Regions from separate parts of the Mus musculus genome. Here regions 1 and 3 are each linked to region 2. The links are chromatin contacts, called in public HiCAR-type and promoter capture Hi-C maps. All regions are on one chromosome and are shown on one strand. The core of a region is the stretch at or near the end of the contact, and the rest is flanking DNA. Distances in the headings are between cores, read along the strand shown. Region 1 holds the start of E130114P18Rik (RIKEN cDNA E130114P18 gene). Region 2 holds the start of Cyp2j6 (cytochrome P450, family 2, subfamily j, polypeptide 6). Region 3 overlaps Gm12694 (a long non-coding RNA gene).

Region 1 (4,202 bases), core at 879-3,378, 1.0 Mb before region 2:
AGCAGGACTGACCTCAAAGAAAACGATAAGGATACATTCTTAATGTATGTGGAAGAAAATAAAAAAGTCAACCCTACCACCTCATTTGGATTTTTCTTAGAATCTATTACTGAGAGAAAAAGAATGTTTTGAGGGCATAGAAACATCTGAGGTTGGTGGATATTCTTAGAAATGATATGGTTACATACAATGGTGGGTTGTAGTTAAAGTTGTTCATTTAATAATTAGCTCAGATCAGGCCAGTTTGCTGTATAAAGATATTTTAGAAGAGCATAAAAATGCATTAAATTCAAGGTCTATACATAGGTATTCCATGGACTTTCTAAAATTAGCCCAGTTACTGAGACTACCTTACACTTTATTATTTCCTGGTTCTCTTCGTTTTTGAATCTTTTCATTTATTACCATTTAAGCAATTTCCAATATTTCAGTCATTATGTTGAAAGGCTAGTGCCAATTCCTAGAAAAATCTTCACTAGGCAGTACCTTCAAAGGCACGCAGAAAACAGTCATTTGGAAAAGTTGCTCAGTTGACAATCATTTAAAAGTTGAAATGGGAAATGTGGCTCACAACATGAATTCAAGCAAGCACAGGCAAGAGGTTTCCATGAACCTGGAGCTTCGAGCCATTGTGGAAGTAGACTGCACATTGATGGCTTCTAATTGGTAAGCAGAATAAAGCAGGTTTCACAGAAACATGTTTTTACATGCATATTTAGAAAATAGATATTTATACTGCAAGGCATACCAGATCCTTCTTGCCCAAGCATGTTACTGTTAAAACAAGTTTGAGTTGTAAACAATTGGGTTAAACAACAATTATTGACTGAAAAATAATGTATTAATTTCTAAAAAGAAAAATTTGTCACAAAATAAGTGGTTGGGAATTTGACCTGAGTAACAGCTGGTTGCAGCATCACCCAGGACTTTTTTTTTTTTTTTTTGCTTTAGACATCATAAATCTTAAATTTGAATGATAGAAGAAAGACACGTGTATTTTTGAAATTCACAGACAAATTTTCCCATAATCAACCCTGTCCCCTTGTCGCTAACTTAGTGTGACCAGGAGAAGAATTATTCTGCCTTCGTTTTGAAGCTGTATGGGGAGAATGGAGGTGTTCTAAGAGAGGAGAGTCCCTTCTGGAGCATACGTATGCGTTTGAGGCATTTCAGATTCATTTGGAGCGAAGAAAAATTTTGCAAGTACTCTCTTTAGTTTTCTGTCGGAAAGTTTCAACTAGAGATGTCACAACACAGTGAGATGAAGTTGATACGCAATATCTATTTCTTGATTTACATGATTAAAGCATTAGAGAAGTGGCTCAGATATCAAAAGATTTCTCATAAGTGGCCGTGCCAAAGGTAATTACTGTTAGAATGTGCATGCTTGAACCCAGTTGCCTGTCAACCTCTCAGTTGTTTACAACTTGGTGGCTTTGAATAAAAGTTTTCATTACACGCTGGGGTAGCCCATGCACCTTCTTCTTTTTTTTTTTTTTTTCACCACTTTCATATAAAAACTATCTTTCTAATTTCTTATCTCCAATAGCCTTCGGGAAAGTGTTAACTTTTAATTTTAAGAAGTGATGCTGGAGATGTCCCATGTCAGTATTTTTCATCATAAAATAGCTGTTTTTTTTTTTTAAAGTGGAAGTAGTCTTTTAAAGACAATGCTAAAACTTATACCCATAAGAAATGTTGGTTACGTCATGCAAATGCTTTCCAGCTAGTTATTAGAAAGGGCACAAAACTCCACTGTAAGCCAGGGCAGTTATGGGGGGAGGGGAGGAAAAGGAAGGGGGAGAGGGCTTGTTATTCTTAATCTTTTATTGACTGGTTTCTTTTATCCTAGTGTGTCCTTATTATTTAGAAAAAAAAAATTAAAAAGTGACCCAGAGCTCCACCCATTTGCACCTAAATCCTGGAATAGGTGATGACCTCGTACAACCTGGCTCAGCACATGCCCCCAAACTAAAACAAACAAACTCATTTGCCATACAAATTGTTTACGATTCATTAAAAAGCAAAATTGCATATCCCGGAGCTGGCAGCTGAGGCCGAGTCTCCATGGGCGGAGGGGGCATTCACTGAGTTGCCTTTGTATGCCGGGAGGACCAAGCCGGAGGTTCCCACTATGAGCCTGGAGTCTGAGCAGCCAGATGACACAGGAGGTAATTTTTAAAGCTTTATTTGCCTTTAATGTGAAATTCAGATCTTGAACTGTCTTTTGCTAGAGGAACGATGTAAACCAGGAGTTTTCTTTTCCTTTTTTTTCACTTTGGAAAAATTGTTTGGGCTAGTAAGGTGGCGATCTTGTGGGTGAAGGAGTGAGGGCTATTCAAGGAGAGAGAACTAAAGAAATAAAATGTAAAATTTGTATTCTTTTCATTAGTTGTTTCATCCTTCAGAAAAGCTTTTCCTTAGTTTGCCACCAAAACTGGAAAATTTACATCAGAATTATTTGTAACTGGTAGGTCTAAAATTCTATGGTGTGCAATTGCCCTTAAGGGAACTAAAATTTTGATTTATTTCCTGTGGTATTTCCTACATCTTCTCTAAAGAGCTTGTAGATTTCTCACCCCTTATTCAAAGCAAAAATCAAGAGGCACTGAAGTCCCGAGAAACTTCTTTTCAGTATGCAGCCTAAACAGCAGCGTGTGAGCTTTCTGTATTGTTTATCTTGAGTCAAATGCATTGCTAAGTGTTCCCACCACTTTTATACACTATATTCCCTGTGGTAAAACATCTGCAAAATAATTTTAGATGAAGAGCAACTTCCAAGTAAACTTTACAGAAAAGAAATTACAGTTTTCCAAACTAGGAAAGAGAGAGAGAGAAAGAACGCGCTTGCTCTAGAGAAGCCTTTGGTGATATTTGCAAGAAATAAAAAAGATGACAGGATTTACCATTAACAGTCTATAAAATCTAGGACCGCCTAAGTACAGTAAGGGAAAAGAATGTTTTTCCCGAGAGCAGGTCCCCCCCCCCTTTTTTTCAAGCTTACAACTTAGCGTAGAAAATAATTGCCAATCTAATCAGTAAATTCATTTGTAGTGCTTAACAAGCTGTGTGAATCGAAGCAATATGACCATCTCATACAAGCAAACCTTGTTCTTGCTGGCAGAAAGTCTAATGGGAAAATAAATGCCTTGAATACGCTCAGGGTCGTAAGAGATAGAGGACTGCGAATCTCATTAGCCAAAAGCGCTCTGTGATACTGTTCTGTAGCCACTGGTAAAGTTTCAGACGTCTAGGTAAGAAATTACGAGAGAAAATAGACAAGTACACACATACCCACAACTACTTTTACTCAAGTCCTTGGAATGGACATACTGAGTCCCAGGCAGCAGCCGAATAGAATCCTGCAGTAGCTCACTTTTAAAAGTCTCAGTCTTCCGAATTCCTACGCCTTGCCAAAAGGATAGCACCATTTGTCCAGGAAGGGAGAGTGCTTTTTTCTGTAGATCGTACAGTGAACCATGCCCTGTTTTGAAATCCCAGTCCTCAGACTCCCCCTACAACATCACACACACTCTCCTTTTCTTAAACTGATATCTATGTGAAACGAGCTGAAGTTCACGGTCCAGTTAGGAACGGATAATACATTCATTGTCCTGGAAGCAAACTTTTTTTTTTTCTCACTCCCTGGATGAATTCACGCTTGCTGTAAGAATAATAATTACGGAAAACTAGGAATGCGGTGCTAACGAATTAATCCTTAACGGACACCACCCTAACGAGGACAGCAATGATTCTGGGACTCTCTTCCTCACAGGACAAGCGTCTCCTGTGACAATGAGCTATTGTCCATCCTCCCACTTCACCCCAACCCTTAGAGATCCCAGAAGTCAAAGGTTGTCTGGCCTGGTTGACCATGACATGTGAGTTAACTCGTTCTGCAGCTACAAGTTAGGAGTTCCTGAAACTTTCTTGTGCCCAGAGAAATGGAAAGAAAGGGTGTGTGGGTCCGTTCCACTCGAAGTTGGTGGTTCTTAGAGATGGAAGGTCTGCTCCGATATAAACAGATATGGAAAAGTTAGATGTCAGAGCTCTGGTCCCCTGAGGAAAATGACGAATGGAGCCTTAGAGTACTCTCACAGGTGACTTAAAGCATTCCAATTACTGGGACATGAAAGGGTTCTCACAGGCAGGGCTTGCATGCACCAGTCCAAGGTTTGATATGCATCCCTAGTAAAATCTCA
Region 2 (4,314 bases), core at 78-2,577:
TTATGCCAGGCTGTGGTGGCACATGCCTTTAATCCCAGCACTTGGGAGGCAGAGGCAGGCAGATTTCTAAGTTCGAGGCCAGCCTGGTCAACAGAGTGAGTTCCAGGACAGCCAGGGTACACAGAGAAACCCTGTCTTGAAAAAACAAACAAACAAACAAACAAACAAACAAACAGTTACTTTTACAATAAATAGCCCTGTTATAGGTCTCTAAGTTAAGTCCCCAGAACCACAATAATAAAAATAGTAATAACAATGATCAGGACAAAAGTGTTTTTCCAACAAGTGTTCATTAAACATTCCTGGGCGCACGAAGCACAGCTCTGTTAAAACAAAGTGATCTGTTGCAAGGAGGTGACGATGTTGCCTGCCACTCTGTTACTAGGATTAGCTTGGTTTCTCAGGTACATTGCAGTCACTGGGAAAGTTTGCTTATAGAACAGGCTCCCAGATGTCCGTGATGCTTTCTGGGGTTCATGCAAATCACAAACCTTACCACCACAATTGTCTCCTCAGAGGGAAAGACTTATTGACTGAAAAACAATCTATCTTAGACTGCCTTTTAGTATTACTATTAGTGTTGTTGTTGTTGCTGCTGCTGCTGCTGCTGCTGCTGCTGCTGCTGCTGCTGCTGCTGCTGCTGGAGTTTTTTGTGACAGTGTCTCACTAAGTAGTTCTACCTGTCCTGAAACTCATTATGTAAACCAGGTTGGCCTTGAACTAACAGAGATTTGCATCCCTCTGCCTACAGAGTGCTGGGATTAAAGGTGTGTGCCACCACTCCCTGCTCAATTATTATTTTAAATTTTTATTACAATATAATTACACCCTTTCACCCTCTTCCCTTTCTTCCCTCCAATCCTGCCCTTGTCTCCCCACTTACTTCCTCTCAAATTGATGGCCTCTTTAATTGATTATATATACATATATATCACATGAATATAAATGTATATGGGTTCAGGGCTGGACACTTAGTATTGAAAAACAGAAGGCTCCTGTCTGGGGAAGACTAAATCTCCCTTTCAGTAGCCTTTAGTTGCCTGTAATAATTTTTCTAGGGTGGGGACCCCTTGAGATTTCCTGGTTTCACTTTTTACTATCTACTGGTGCCTTTTAAAACTGTATTTTCTACATGTTCTTGTGGGAACTCAGTGCCAAGGACCTAGCCACTATAGAAGCAGTCTGGGCATCTGCAGGGCAGAGCAAAGCATGGCAGGGCATGGGAGGGAAGTTTGGGAAGGAATGGGTAAAAGCTCTAAGGGGCGGAGAGAAGAGCTCTGTGCACGTGATCAGGGGTTCTCCTGTTCTCCGGTTCCAGCAGATTGGAAACTACTCTCAGAAGCTTTGTCACTTCCTGCGAGAGCCCAGCTCCAGGGAGGAAACCAGAGGAGCAAAGGGGAGTGGACAGAAAGGGATAGGGAGGGACTGAGGGGACCGGTTTTAGAAGGGTGCCCTTGTTGTTAGCACCTGGGACTTGCCGCAGCTCAGACCTTCATTCCTCAGACGAACCAGCTGCAGTCCTAGCCATGCTCGCTGCTACCGGCTCCTTGTTAGCCACGATCTGGGCAGCGCTCCATCCCAGGACTCTGTTGGTGGCTGCAGTCACCTTCCTGCTTCTGGCTGATTACTTCAAAAACCGGCGCCCCAAGAACTATCCCCCAGGGCCTTGGGGTCTGCCTTTCGTGGGCAACATATTCCAGTTGGACTTTGGGCAGCCCCACCTCTCAATCCAGCCGGTAGGAAGGGGTGCGGGTGTCTTGCTTTGTCTGTCCTGACTTAATCCTGAGCTACAGGAACAGGGGACTTACTGAGACTAGAACAGAAGACCAGGTTCAAAGACTGGTGATCACAACCTGATATCCAGAACTCAGAACCTGTGTGAGTCCTCCTTTAAGATATAAGCTGTTCGATTTTCAAATAGTTGGAGATTTTTATTTACTCTTGTATGAAGGGCTTTGCTCTCATTGTTATTCTGTTAGGGTCAGAGAACTCCCTGTATGTGATTTTAAGTCTTTAAACCATGGCATATTAACGGAATGATAATAAATCTAGATAAATAATCCCTTTCAATTTCAGAAATGGGTACAGAAGTGGTACCTCATCTTAGTTTGTTAAAGCGCTTGTAAAGAAAACAAAATGTGTTTTTCTCTTGATTGGAGTTTTCTACAAGTAATCAGTTTTCTTATTGATCTTTGTTTGTCCTGTAAGTCCTTGCTGAATGTTCACCTACTAACTTTTTCAACCCCTGGGAAAGGTGTCTCCAGCTCCACAGGAAGTCTGCATGTTTTTCCACTCCATTCTGGAAGCTCTCCTGCTTGAATTGGAAAGACTGTTATGTGCACATAGTGTGCATGAAAGACTGAAATAGTGTCCTTTCGGTATATGACCATCTTCCCACATAATATTTCTCTTTATCTATAGTTATTTTCTCTGCTTAGATAGTTAATACTCCAGCCATGTTTGATTATCCCTGTCACTTCCCACTACTAGTGATGTCTGACTCTTTCTGATTGTTACTATTTAAAGGCATACACCCATATTTTTTTCATATTTACTTTAACCTATTTATTTTTCTCTTTTTCCTTCCCTGTGTGTTTTTTGGACACTTTCTGAGTAGTTGCATTTTTATACCCATTCAGTCTTTCTTTTTCTTTCTCTTTTATTGGATATTTTCTTTATTTACATTTCAAATGTTACCCCCTTTCCAGGTTTACTCTCCAGAAACCTCCTATCTTATCCCCCTCCCCCTGCCTCTATGAAGGTGCTCCCCCAACCACCTACTCACTCCTGCATTCCAGCCTTGGCATTCCCCTACAATGGGGCATTGAACACCCTCAAGACCAAGGGTCGATCCTCCCATTGATATCCAACAAGGCCATCTTCTGCCACCTATGCAGCAGGAGCCATGGGTAGCTCCATGTGTATTTTTTGCTTGGTGGTCCAGTTCCTGGGAGCTTCAGGACAATTAGCTGGTTGATGCTATTGCTCCCCGCATGAGGTTCCAAACCTCCTCAGCTCCTTCAGTCTTTCTTAAATCTCTTTTATCATTCTTCCAGCCACAGCTCTGTGCTATGCAATAGGCAGGGGAAGCTGATGAGATTTTGCTATCACCATTTTCCACAGGAAACAAAGTGACCACAAGCATAGAAGATCTCTGTCTCCCCTCTATGCTACTGCTGTCTCAGATGTTGTCTTCACACACACTGAGAACCACATTAGACTCTAACTTGCTCTTCAGTGTCCTGTGCAGCTGGAACTCAAAGGCATAAAAGCCTGTTGTCTCTGGCCCTTACTCATCCTCCAGTAGCTCTGTCTTTCTTCTGACCACACTGTCTTTCTCCCGAGTGTATAACGCTAGATGACTCTCTGTTGCACTTATGTTTCTAATGTCCCCCCCCCCCACTTCATTCTCACCTTTCTAGTTTCTCCAGAAGTACTAAGCTAATTTCTCTCTGCTTTCGATAGATTTCTCTGGGATTGTAGCTTTCCTGCTCATATTGGTGGTTTTGCTTCACTTGAGGCTTTGCACTGTTGGGTTCTTCATGGCACATTTGTGGTTTGTTATACTAGGAAGTTTCTATAATTGTTCAGTAATGTTCTCATCTACCCTTTCTCTTTCCTGCCTTTGGCAGACAGCTGGACCCAGGCACAGCTGTAATATCTCTGCTGCTGGCTCTTGCTGTTTTCCATAGCTATGTTTTCTGTGCTACGAAGGGTTCACCTGCTTCTCACCTCTGCCCTGCCAGTGTTTGTTCTCACATCACTTCACTGCTGATCTCTCCTGCACAGATCTGCACTTAGAACCCAGGAGCTTCTTGTGCTCACAGTTCCCTTTGCTTCCTCTCTGTATCTTTAATTTTTTTATTGAAAATACTTTGTCTCATACAATATATCCTTATCAAAGGTTTCACCCACTTCAATCTTTCTAGCTCTTCCCCCACTCCACTTGCCTCCAGATCCACTTTCTCTGTATCTCATTTGGAAAAAACAAAACAAAACAACAAAACAAAACAAAACAAAACAAAAAAACAGCCCTCTAAGAGATAAACAAACATGACAGATAAAATATAGTAAGATAAAGCAGAACTTACATCAAAGTTTGACACAGCAACCCAGTAGGAGGAAAAAAGTCCTGAGAGTAAGCCCAAGAATCAGAGGCCCACTTATTCTCACACTTAGGAGCACCATAAAAGTATTTAAAAGCTGTAGTATATATGCAGAGGACCTGGTACAAACCCATATAAGCCCTGTGTTTGCTGCTTCTGTCTCTGTGGATTCGTATTCACATGCCTAAGGTGATTTGTCTATGTGACT
Region 3 (4,221 bases), core at 1,480-3,979, 1.6 Mb after region 2:
CCTGACTCATTTCTTGCTACCTGTATTACCTTTTTAAAAGCCTTATTGGTGAATCCAGTCGCATTATGAGGTACCAGGGGATCAGGACTTCCCCATAGGGATTTCAGACGTATATTTCAACCTCTAACAATGAATTTCTGGATGACAGCCACACATTATTTCTATGATGTGTCACCTGACATAGAGGAGTCACTCAGTAAATAACCATTGAATCAGCCGTCGAGTCTCCAGATACTGTTAGGTATCCCTGTGTCTCCAAACACTCCCATCACCTGGGGAGCCTTCCCTCCCCCTCAGCACTTTGTCTCAGGGCCTTGTGTCCATGGGCAGAATCCTAAGCTTGCCCATCCTTTGTTCTTAACTGATAAGGAGAACCTCTACTCATCTGCCACAACGTGACTTAACTATCAGATTGTCAGAGAAGAAATGAGCATAGTTATGCAAAGTTACCTCACCTCAGTTTAAGCCCAGGCATTCACATTAGAGTAGAAAGTTGCTCCGTCCAGTAGATCCAACGGGGCTCATACCATATTTTGTCCACAGTCAAATTCCTTCCCTTTGTAATTTGTTTGTTTGGTTTTGGTTTTTTTTGTTGTTGTTGTTGTTGTTGTTGTTGGTGGTGGTGGTGGTGGTGGTGGTGGTGGTGGTGGTTTTGGTTTTTGTTTTGTTTTTTGAGACAGGGTTTCTCTGTATAGCCCTGGCTGTCCTGGAACTCACTTTGTAGACCAGGCTGGCCTCGAACTCAGAAATCCACCTGCCTCTGCCTCCCAAGTGCTGGGATTAAAGGCGTGCGTCACCACTGCCCACCCCCTTTGTAATTTATACATGTCAGCTGTCACCTTTCCCTTCAAGCCTGTTTTCTAGAAGAAACACCTGTACATTTATCACCACACAGCTGGAGGTATAAGTAAGACAAAATGTATTTACAGGAAATATCATTATAGCTGGTAATAAAACAGCGCATGCTCATTTAAGCTTTATCATGCAACTCAGAGTCTTAATACCAGACCTTACTTTTTTTTTTTTAATGATCTTGGAAGAGAGGCATGGCGGCTCATATTTGTAATCCTAGCACTCAGAATGCTGAGGCCAAAAGACTACTATGAGCTTAAGTCCAACCTGGTCTTCATAGTTAAGCACTGGGCCAGTCAAAGTCATAGAGTGAGACCCCCTTTCTCTTCCAAATTCCCAAATGTTAGATATGGAAGAGACGGGGTGCATGAGGAAAATATATGATAAAATTCTCAATGAACTCATAAAGAATTGTGACAATGGCAATGATGATATGATAAACAGCAGACTTCGCTCTTCAGACAACTTTCCTAAAGTCCTTTCAGGGTTCCTCAGTGTGACCCACTGCACCAACACCTCCATAGAGTGTACTAGCACATAAAATGATTAAAGTAAGCCTAGGATACAGTCAATGATTAGTAAGCAGTATCTGTAATCGTACCTCGAAGAACACCACCTGCACTTCACAAGGTATATGTCCTTCCTCCACACCATACACAGAATGCCTTCACCTATTCTGCTTGTGAAATAATAGTAAATTCACGAAACGGGTCTCTGGCATTTTAAGAGTTCTACATTTTCATTCCAATCTTATTTGTGCCATCCTAAGCTACTTCCCAGAGAGTTGGGATTCTTTCTGGATGTGTTCTTTCTGTGCCCGTGCCTTTGGGAAAAGCACACACTGGGCTGTACCATGGACGAGGCGAGATGTGCTTCATACTTCATTCCTCAGGACCCTTTTCAAAGCTGAGAGGATTTATCAAACACCCATCATTAGACAGTGGAAGGTCAAGGACTGGGGCACGGTATTTCTTACCCTTGGCATTACATTCTGGGCACATATCACAGAACCAAGGCAAATGTGCATGTGCAGTAAATGGACAGGAATGTTCTCAAGGAAGAATGAGAGATCTGCCTGACACCAGGCATTCACTGAGTCTCCATACCTGAGGGCAAGAAGGCTGGAGCCAGTTCTCTGCTTACTGGCTCCCGGATTTCTAATGGGTTCTTTAGCTGTTTAATTATGCTCAAATTTGAATCAGTTAAGTAGAAACTGGGATAGAATATCTCTTACAGCAGTCACCTTTACCCAAGAATCTAATTTTATTTAGTGACATTAGATCGCAGCCCCAAAATATTAAGTAGAAAAGTCTACAAAGTCATGTTTTAAGAGTATTTATAGTATTTTTATATTTGTTCTATCTTATTAGTAGTATCACTAATCTCTCTGTATACCTAATTTATAGGAACATACACAGAGGAACATAATGTATAGGAAGAAACATAGCACACACAGGGTCCAGTACTGCCTGTGGTAATGGGTATCCAGAAGGGTTCTGGGATCAGGTATCATGCTTGTTTTGAGATTGAGATAAAATAGCATGTGTGGATTATTTTGCATACAATAAGTGAATAAAAGAAACCATTCCTGAAGAAGTAAGTCTCAGATGCCCTTGGAGAGCACTGTTGAGGAAAGTGAGGAAGTTGTCCCTCCAGAAGATGCTGATCTGAGCCTCTGATCCCTGAGAACCATGAATCTGTTGCTAGTGAGCAGCAAGGCCCTCTTCCAGCTTTAGCGACCTCAGAGCTGATGAAGAGATGATCATTTCCTCCCAGAGTTGTTTTGTTCTCTTTCCAAGACTTAGAGCAACTGCTGGCTCAATAGGAAGCTCTCTGAAGCTGAGTCAACCTTCACTCATCCTAAGAGGTGACTCACACACCAGTGTGTGGTCCACAAATGCTATGGGGGTGGTACCTCTCCAGAGGCTGCTGATGGCCCTGTCTGAGTTGTTTGTGATCACAAACTCCTCATCAGCAGACAGGAGAACAGATGCTCTAATTAAGTTCTCATACCATCGTGTCCCGTCTGTACTCCTACAGAAGCAGAGAGGCAGCCACGGGCTTTATGGAAACATGAACTTGGGAGAAAGGGGGGGGGGGCATTTCTCCCATTCTCTGACCTTCTTTTGAAGTCTGGCTACGAGTCAGAATGAGATGTGGAAGACCTGAAAACTTGTATTAATCATGTTGTGGTAAAGAGAATATGATCATATGACAGGGAATTTTGGAAGTTGGGGCAATTTCAGGGAGGCAATCTTGTATTGCCTCAAGCTTCACATCACGATAACATTTTATGAAGGTTTAAAAATGATTAACTTATTGTTTTTCTGCTTCTGCCAATATACAAATACTTTATGGGCACTAGACCTTATTCCTCACTTTTACTAGGTTTGCCCTGTGAAGTCTGGCACAAGCCATGTAGTAAAAAAGTTGAGTCTGAATCTGAGTCTTAATTTTCTTTCAAAAAACCACAAGGATGCTCTAACCCTGGATAATGTACTCAAATCGGGGTCTGAGGCCAGAGGTGGTCTGTAGTTGTCAGCATCTTGTTATCAGTGACCTGCAGAAAGTGACCATTGGGAGCTTCCATAACAGCCGCCTTTTGCCAGAAATTTTTTTTGTATTTTTATGAGTATTAATTAGTAGTAGCATTTTTAAGATTTAATTAAAATGTCATCACAGTCTGAGAACCATTAATGCTGTCATCCCATACAGATGTGCTCCAGCCTGTAATTATTAAAGTGCATGTTGTTTTATTTTAATACCTTCCTCAGGTTTTTCTTTTATTATCATATTTCAGCCTCATTTGTGTCACATGATCTCCATTTTGTTATTCTTATTCATTTTTCAGTGCTGAGCACACAGGACCCTAGAGCCTGTGCATGTGAGCCAAGGACTCTACAAAATGCTGTGAACAGACAGACTCAGCCCTAGGATTTAGTGGACATGCTATGAGTTTCAATCAGAATCGCAGAAGCACAGTCCTGGGAAATCCCATCCTCCCACTGTGTGGCAGGTCCCTTGCTCTGCTCTGGTTCTACAGTGAGAACACTCCCAGCATGAGCCTCTCATTGAAAGCAGCTTCCCCCATCTAGTGAGGTGCTGTGGTTTGAATGAGGAGAGTCCCCACAGTCTGGTGCCACAGGACCTTTGAGAAGTGAGTCCCTGGAGGCAGTCCTTGAGGCTTTATGACATGGCCCTGCTTCCTGGTCTTTCTTTGCTTCCTGAGTGTGTGTGCAATATGACCAGCAGCCTCCTACTCCTGCCACCATGTTTTTTCTGCCTTCTGCCATGTCCTCTCCAACATCATGGGCACATCATCATGTGGAACAGGAAGCCAAAGGAAGTCCCTTTTATGTTAAATTGCTT

Evidence for each region. Promoter capture Hi-C pulls out the DNA fragments that hold promoters and counts their contacts. HiCAR-type assays count read pairs that join an accessible place to other places.
Region 1: a HiCAR-type map of astrocytes shows a contact between it and region 2, with 2.5 times the contacts expected there. The contact joins the promoter of E130114P18Rik here to the promoter of Cyp2j6 in region 2. A contact is called at or near these places in 1 of 39 promoter capture datasets (the 3T3-L1 cell line) and 1 of 115 datasets of contacts at active chromatin or transcription factors (astrocytes).
Region 3: a contact with region 2 is called in a promoter capture Hi-C map of the 3T3-L1 cell line, with 9 times the contacts expected there. The contact joins the enhancer-like site here to the promoter of Cyp2j6 in region 2. A contact is called at or near these places in 8 of 39 promoter capture datasets (the 3T3-L1 cell line, 3T3-L1-derived adipocytes, cranial neural crest and 4 more) and 1 of 115 datasets of contacts at active chromatin or transcription factors (large pre-B cells).

What each region holds. Positions count from the first base shown.
Region 1 is chr4:97,582,517-97,586,718 of GRCm38.p6, reverse strand. It overlaps E130114P18Rik (RIKEN cDNA E130114P18 gene), which reads left to right and starts at 2,128. Exons shown (of 3, transcript NR_015513.2): 1 at 2,128-2,171. It also overlaps a transcript of Nfia not described here.
Region 2 is chr4:96,550,664-96,554,977 of GRCm38.p6, reverse strand. It overlaps Cyp2j6 (cytochrome P450, family 2, subfamily j, polypeptide 6), which reads left to right and starts at 1,327. Exons shown (of 9, transcript NM_010008.4): 1 at 1,327-1,736. The coding sequence starts at 1,527.
Region 3 is chr4:95,000,094-95,004,314 of GRCm38.p6, reverse strand. All of the region lies in intron 2 of Gm12694 (a long non-coding RNA gene), which reads right to left. Among named protein-coding and RNA genes, the nearest start is that of Gm12694, 23 kb to the right of the region's middle. Within about 2 kb of position 2,729, at least 67 of the 459 cell types and tissues checked have an H3K27ac peak or open chromatin away from gene starts, as enhancers often do.